2 separate regions of the Mus musculus genome follow, and region 1 is linked to region 2. Evidence: chromatin contacts called from public ChIA-PET data. All regions are on one chromosome and are shown on one strand. Each heading gives the region's core, a stretch centred on a gene start, on an enhancer-like site or on the middle of the called end of the contact. The rest is flanking DNA. Distances are from core to core; before and after follow the strand shown. Region 1 overlaps Fchsd2 (FCH and double SH3 domains 2). Region 2 has its middle 42 kb from the start of Fchsd2.

Region 1 (3,152 bases), core at 181-2,680, 120 kb before region 2:
ACTATGTATACCAGGCTGGTCTGAAACTGGTAAAGATCCATGTGCCTATGTATCTCAAATGCTGGGTTTAAAGGTGTGTACCACCATTCTGGGTATACTAACTTCCAAAAATTAAAGTTACTAGTATATTAGGCAAAATGTGTCAATTTCTTTTGAGTTTCCCAAAATGGCCCAACTTGAAATTAAGACTAATTAATGAAACTTTTTCAAGACTTAATGGGATAAAAATGTAAATACTTTAACACACATCAAATCATACTGTAAAACTATGTATCTATATTTACTTGAGCTATTTAAATGTTCTTACTCTATAAGCCTATCTGGCCTAGAACTTGCTACATAGACCAGGTTGGCCTTGAACTCACAATGATCTGTTCAGTCTCTTTCCAAAGTGCTGGAATTTAAAGTGTGCACCACCAACCCCAGCATAAGTGGTGCCTGGCATAAGCCTTATTCCCAAGAAGTATTTATTGAGCATTCTAAATTTCTACAAATTTAGATTATATTCAACTTTATCAGCTAACAAAACATTTCAGTTAAAAAGCACGTGGATCTGGGCAGTGGTGGCGCACACCTTTAGTCCCAGCGCTCAGTAGGCAGAGGCAGGCAGACTTCTGTGATTGTGAGGCCCTGGTCTATAAGAGCAATTTCCAAAACGGCCAGAGCTAAATCGAGAAACCCTGTCTCAAAAAGATAAAATAAAACAAACAAAAAAGGCACATGTTGAAAAATCCTGGTAAAATGCTACCCAGGAACATTTGTGAATGTTTAAAAGTCCTAAATTTTAAATGTAATTTAGCATAATCTTACTGATTATAAATATTAAAATACATATAACAGAAGAAAGAAAATAGAAACAATACCCGTTTTAGTTGCTGTTCTTTTAAGCTTCTTACTGCTCTTGCAGGTTCAGAAATGAAGTTTTTATAGTTTTCACATATATTGATCCGAGACTGGGCTACCTGCATTGTTCCCTCGAGAAAAGATTTCCAAACAGGATACATACTCCTAAATTCAAAGAGGGATAGACAAGTATTAGGCAGGGAAGAATAAGGGATTGTAGTTGTAGTAAGGGATTTTAGTTGTCTGTTATTAATAATGAAGTAGAACAGCAACATTACAGTTTGAGACAAAATGAAACTATAAAATGAGTGAGTGTTGTGGACTTTCAATGTCATGAACAAATGATATTCCTTCATTGTGGGTAATTTCCTATTTTACAGATAAGGTGAATAAGGCTCAGACTTAGAGGATAACTAGGTCGCTCAAGAATGTGCTGCACTGAAATGAAGATGAAGTCTGGACTCCTCTAAAGCGCATTCTCTTTCAACTACACTGCCTATTCAGCCAGAAAAACTGTACAGACCACTATGTGCCTGAGACAGAAAGAAGCCAGTGGCAGTGCTCTGCATCTGTCTCTGCTGTGACATGCCTGGCCAGCATGACACTGCTCTGGAGTTGCTCTGAGCAAATCTCACACCCTGCCTGATACTGTGCTGAGAACCTCTTGGTAAAGTCAATTTAGTCATCTTTTACTTTTTTTTGTTTAAGCCAACTTCTGTTTCAAACCATTTTTTCTCTAATTTACCAAAAGCTTTAGTCAGTTCTAGAGTTTTCTTCCATTATAAGCATATTTTATAACTTATAAGAATAAATGGCACTTCATTTTTTAAATGACATACACTAAAACTGATAGATTTACTTTCTGAATTCCCCTCATATCTAAAATAATTTTTCTATGACAATGACAGGATTATACAATATATATAAGATATAAACAGATGATAGTATTGAGACAGAAAAAGAAAAACCCAAGCTAGTTTGAGGTCATTCTGGTCTAGGCAGCAAATTCCTAGTCAGCCATAGCCACATGAGACACTGTCTCAAAAAGCCAAGCCAATCTAAAACAAATCAAGAACAAACCAAAAGCTTGATAAACAATGATCTTCAACCAATGAGTCTTAGGTATTACTCCATATAGTATATTCACCTGGTTTAGATATGAGCATATACTTGCTTCTTTGCAAGATTCACTGTATTGCATAAGCATAAAATCATGAATGGAGTTAATACAGCAGTCTTCCATGGTCTCCCTGCCTGACAATTGATAGGACTCATAAACTACCATACAGTCAAATAACAGATATTTTTCCTCAACATTGAAGAAAAAAAAATTTCAGAGTTTCTCTGTGTAGTTCTGGCTGTCCTGGAACTTGCTCTGGAGACTAGGCTGAACTTAAATGCAGAAATCCACCAGCTACTGTCTCCCAAGTGCTGGAATTAAAGGTGTGTGCCACCACATACCAGCTAAAAACAAGTATTTGTATAACACTGCTTAATTATAGAAAAATTAATTTTCCTATGAAGTGAAAACTCCATGAAAGAAGCGGAGTGATGTGCTTGTGGACAACTGTGTTGCAAACAGAATAGTATGTATCAGATTTAAAAAGGAATTCATGAATGAATATATACACATTTCATACGAAATGTACAATAAAGACAGGTCTTCTCACTAAAAAACATGCTTTGAAATTACTAGATTTCTATTAGCAATCATACCCTGGACAATGAGGTTCCTGCTATGAAAGGCATAGAATTTAGATACCAGCCAGACACTTGGGCTTAAGTTCTAGATCTGTTTGTTTGATATTTTGGAACAGGGTCTCATTCTGTAACCCTAGCTAGCCCAAAATTCACTATGAAGCTCAACCCAACATCACACTTGCCACAGTACTCTGGCCTCAGCCTCTCAGAGTGTTGGGAATTATAAGGATGCACCAACATGCCTGGCTCAAGTAATGTAACCATGTAGCATTGTTGGGGAATGTTTTTGTGCACCGTCTTCAAATGTTGATTTCTATACCCAGAGACCTGAGTGCAGTCCATATTTTATTGTTGTTATTGTGAAAGATTTCCTGACTCAGTATCTTGTAAAATACTGTTCTCCATCATCTTCTGATTGGTCAACAAAAAGCTGATCAGCTTATTAGCTGGGCAGTAGAGTAGAAGGCACAACTTCCATGCCTTGAGGAAGACAAAGAGGGTATCAGGTAGGTTCAGGAGTTGCTATAAGGATGAAGGAGGAGGTTGGGGGAGACCAAGATGGCAGATAATAGGACAGATGGCTGCAGAGTTGGCTGGGAAGCAGGCCA
Region 2 (3,068 bases), core at 352-2,851:
ACAGAGGCTGGAAGATCTCTGAGCTTGAACTACATAGCAAATTCCAGGCCATCATGGGCTCCATAGTGAGATCCTGTCTCAATCAATCAATCAATCAATCAACAACTAGTCAATCAATCAATCAGTTATAAATAGTGGTCCAGGGTAGCATGGCAGAGTCAAATATACTACTGTAAGAAAGAGGAGCCAAGAAAAAAGGGGGAATGGTTGAGAGTCCCCCAAACAGAACTAGGAGTCTGTAGCCTAGGTGAGGATCCAAATGAAGAGAAAACTGGATTCGGTACTTTTAGAAGAAAAGACTTGTCTTATGGGGGAGTTCCTGAAGAGAGACTGTGAAGGGGAAGGAACCCACAAAAACCTCTCTACTCTATGGCTTATACAAAAGCTGTGAACAGTAGCCATAGCTGTCAATCCTAGCACATGGGTGGCAGCATCAGGAAGAGTTCTGTGGGTTCAAAGCCAGTCAGTTCTAGGCCAACTAACACTCCATAGTGAGACCTGTGTCCAAAAGACCTCACTTCTGTGTGGGGAAGCATCATCTCGGTTTGCATATGTAATGATGCACTCATTGGCCCCAGCTGTTTTGGTGACACTGGTCTAGTGCAGGGGCAGTGAATAGAGCCACATCTTGACTCTTAACTCCTCCAGTGTCCTGTGTGGATGTGTAGCATCTGTGATGTGCTTCACAGGAAATCCAGCATGTGACAGTCACCAGGTAGAGAACAGTGGCCTTTATCCTTTCCATAGCTGGAGCTTGTTGAGTAAAGGTCACGTTGGTGTTCTGTGGCCCATGACCTTCAGAGCCTGTTGAGTTCCTAGGGCAGAGTGAAGGAAAGTACCCAAGGAGGGGGAAGCAGAAAGTCCTAGCACTTCGGCTGAATACCTTATATCTAGCCAGCCGAAGGCTGACTATATGCTGGGGCCCGGGAATCATGTAGGGATTTGGACAGAAACAAAGGAATCAGGGCCTGTCAAGGCTTTATCCATAGATCTGCAGCTCTGCTCCCCTCAGGATCTGCTTTGGACTAACGTTAGCATTCCACCCTGGAGCCAGGGACTGCCCACTCTAAGGCCTCTTTGTTTCTGTTGGAAGGAGGTCCTGCTACAGCCCTGATGGGTCAGTGCTGGGAAGACTCGAAATAGGGCAGAGAGTGAAGGAACTTTTAAAGTGTCTGTATTTTGCCAAGTCCTAAAATGGGCCCTGGAGTTCAAGATGACTCAACCCCTGCCCCTAGGGACACTTGTGTGCTGATGAGTGTATAGACTTCTGTGGGCAACTGGGCTTGGCTTGAAGGTGATCAGAGGAACCCCTACTCTAGGGGGCTGCCTAGCTACACCTACTTAGACCTTTTCTTATTTCCTGATGGATGGGGCAGCTTTGAGTTCTGTGTCTGGCTGAGTCTCCAGGAGGAGACTAAAGTCCAGATGGGGCAGGCCCTGATGGAGGTCCAGCAGGGTAAACCAGGTTTCCCACTTGAGCAGCCCTCTCTCTGATTGAAGGCAGCAGCTGGCCAAGTTTTGTAACGTTGCTTTCAGGAGCCTGCTTACTAGTCTGTCACTGCCTCCAGGTAGCTGCTTGTGTGTACACGTGGGTATGACAGTGTGACTCTACCCTTTGCCTATTGGGCAAGACCAGACCAACCCAGCAGGGCCACCTTCTTCCTCTTATTCCAGAGCTCAGAATGCTTTAGTTCTCTGGATACATCTCCAAGGACAAGCAACATGCTAAATTTCTCTGTTCCTGTTCTCCAATCTGCACTGTGTGTTTCTACAGAGCTTCTTTAAAAGGGGTTTCTCAGAGGCAGGGGAATGAGAACATGTGCCCACAGTACTCACCACTGCTCAGGGAACTCCTCTGACAAGTGTTGTTTGTAGGGGGCAAGGTGAAACAGGATCTCACTATGTAGTTCTGGCTATCCTGGAACTCACATAAGAGCCACGCTGGATCTCTCCCCACTCCCCATGTGCTGGGATAGGCATGTCCCCAAGTATCCAATGTATTAAGTGAAGTGAATGGGCTCCTGGAGGAGAAAACCCTAAGACTTCTAAGGAGAAGCTTCTAGAGAGACTCTAAGATACTCAGTGCTAAGAAGAGCAACCGGGGAACAGTCTCAAGCCTCTTTGGTCTTGGATAAGGCGAGGAAGTAGAGACTGTGAGGGCGAAGTCCAGAAGTTCTGACAGGGAGAGGGCGAGAGCTGAGACAGTTGATATGAGCAAGCAGACAGGTAGCCCAGACTCAGGAGCTCTACCTGGGAATATGACACTGTAGGAACCTTGGACCCAGATCATCGTAGCTAAAGGGGCTTCAGAGCCTGCTGCAGTTTCAGGGATGGGAAGATTGAAGTCTAAAGGGAGAGGGGCATGTCTTAGGCCATCTGGTGCATCAATAGCAGGGTCCAGCTTCAAGCTGGGGGCCTGTCTCTCAAGATAGACCATTTCCTGCCACACTCAAGCTTTGTTTATTTATTTATTTATGCTTACTTTCTATCACTGTGATAAACAGAATGACCAAAGCCAAGTTGGGCAGGAAAGGCTTATTCCAGCTTACAGTCTTTAGTCTGTCCTGAGGGCAAGTCAGGGCAGGAATACAAGGAACCTGGAGGCAGGAACTGAAGCAGAGGCCATGGAGGACCGTTGCTGTCGTTTGTTCCCCACAGCTTGCTCTGCCTGCTTTCTTTTTGTAGTTGTTGTTTTTTTCTGAGACATGGTCCCTCTATGTAGCTCTGGCTGTCCTGGAACTCACACACATCCCTGTGCCTCACCTTCTGAGTACTGAGATTAAAGGCATGTGCTACCAAACTAGGTGTCCATCTGCTTTCGTAGGCTACCTGCACCCACTGGTCAGGTGTGGCATGGCCACAGTGGACTAGGTCCTCCCACATCAATCATTAATCTAGAAAATGCCCTACAGAGCTGCTTAGAGGTCCCTCGCTCTCAGAAAACTCTAGCTTGTGCCATGGTGACACACAAACAGACCAGGACCATCCGGCCCCTCTGCCTTATATTTCAAATAACAAACTGAATTGCAGAAAGAAGCAGGTCTCTCCAGATGACTCAGTGAGAGCCA

Evidence for each region. ChIA-PET counts read pairs in DNA pulled down with a chosen protein or histone mark.
Region 1: an H3K27ac ChIA-PET map of liver shows a contact between it and region 2, with 4 times the contacts expected there. The contact joins two enhancer-like sites. A contact is called at or near these places in 1 of 15 datasets of contacts at CTCF or cohesin (CD8 T cells), 1 of 484 Hi-C or Micro-C datasets (MC3T3-E1-derived osteoblasts), 5 of 115 datasets of contacts at active chromatin or transcription factors (bone marrow-derived macrophages, embryonic stem cells, fibro-adipogenic progenitors and 2 more) and 2 of 9 other capture datasets (adipose tissue and pancreatic islet).

Annotation. Positions count from the first base shown.
Region 1 is chr7:101,184,244-101,187,395 of GRCm38.p6, reverse strand. It overlaps Fchsd2 (FCH and double SH3 domains 2), which reads right to left. Exons shown (of 20, transcript NM_001146010.1): 5 at 864-1,008. Among named protein-coding and RNA genes, the nearest start is that of Gm50587, 73 kb to the left of the region's middle. Within about 2 kb of position 1,430, at least 11 of the 459 cell types and tissues checked have an H3K27ac peak or open chromatin away from gene starts, as enhancers often do. A contact at or near this core is called in liver, where this site is marked.
Region 2 is chr7:101,065,309-101,068,376 of GRCm38.p6, reverse strand. No RefSeq gene overlaps it. Among named protein-coding and RNA genes, the nearest start is that of Fchsd2, 42 kb to the left of the region's middle. Within about 2 kb of position 1,601, at least 96 of the 459 cell types and tissues checked have an H3K27ac peak or open chromatin away from gene starts, as enhancers often do. A contact at or near this core is called in liver, where this site is marked.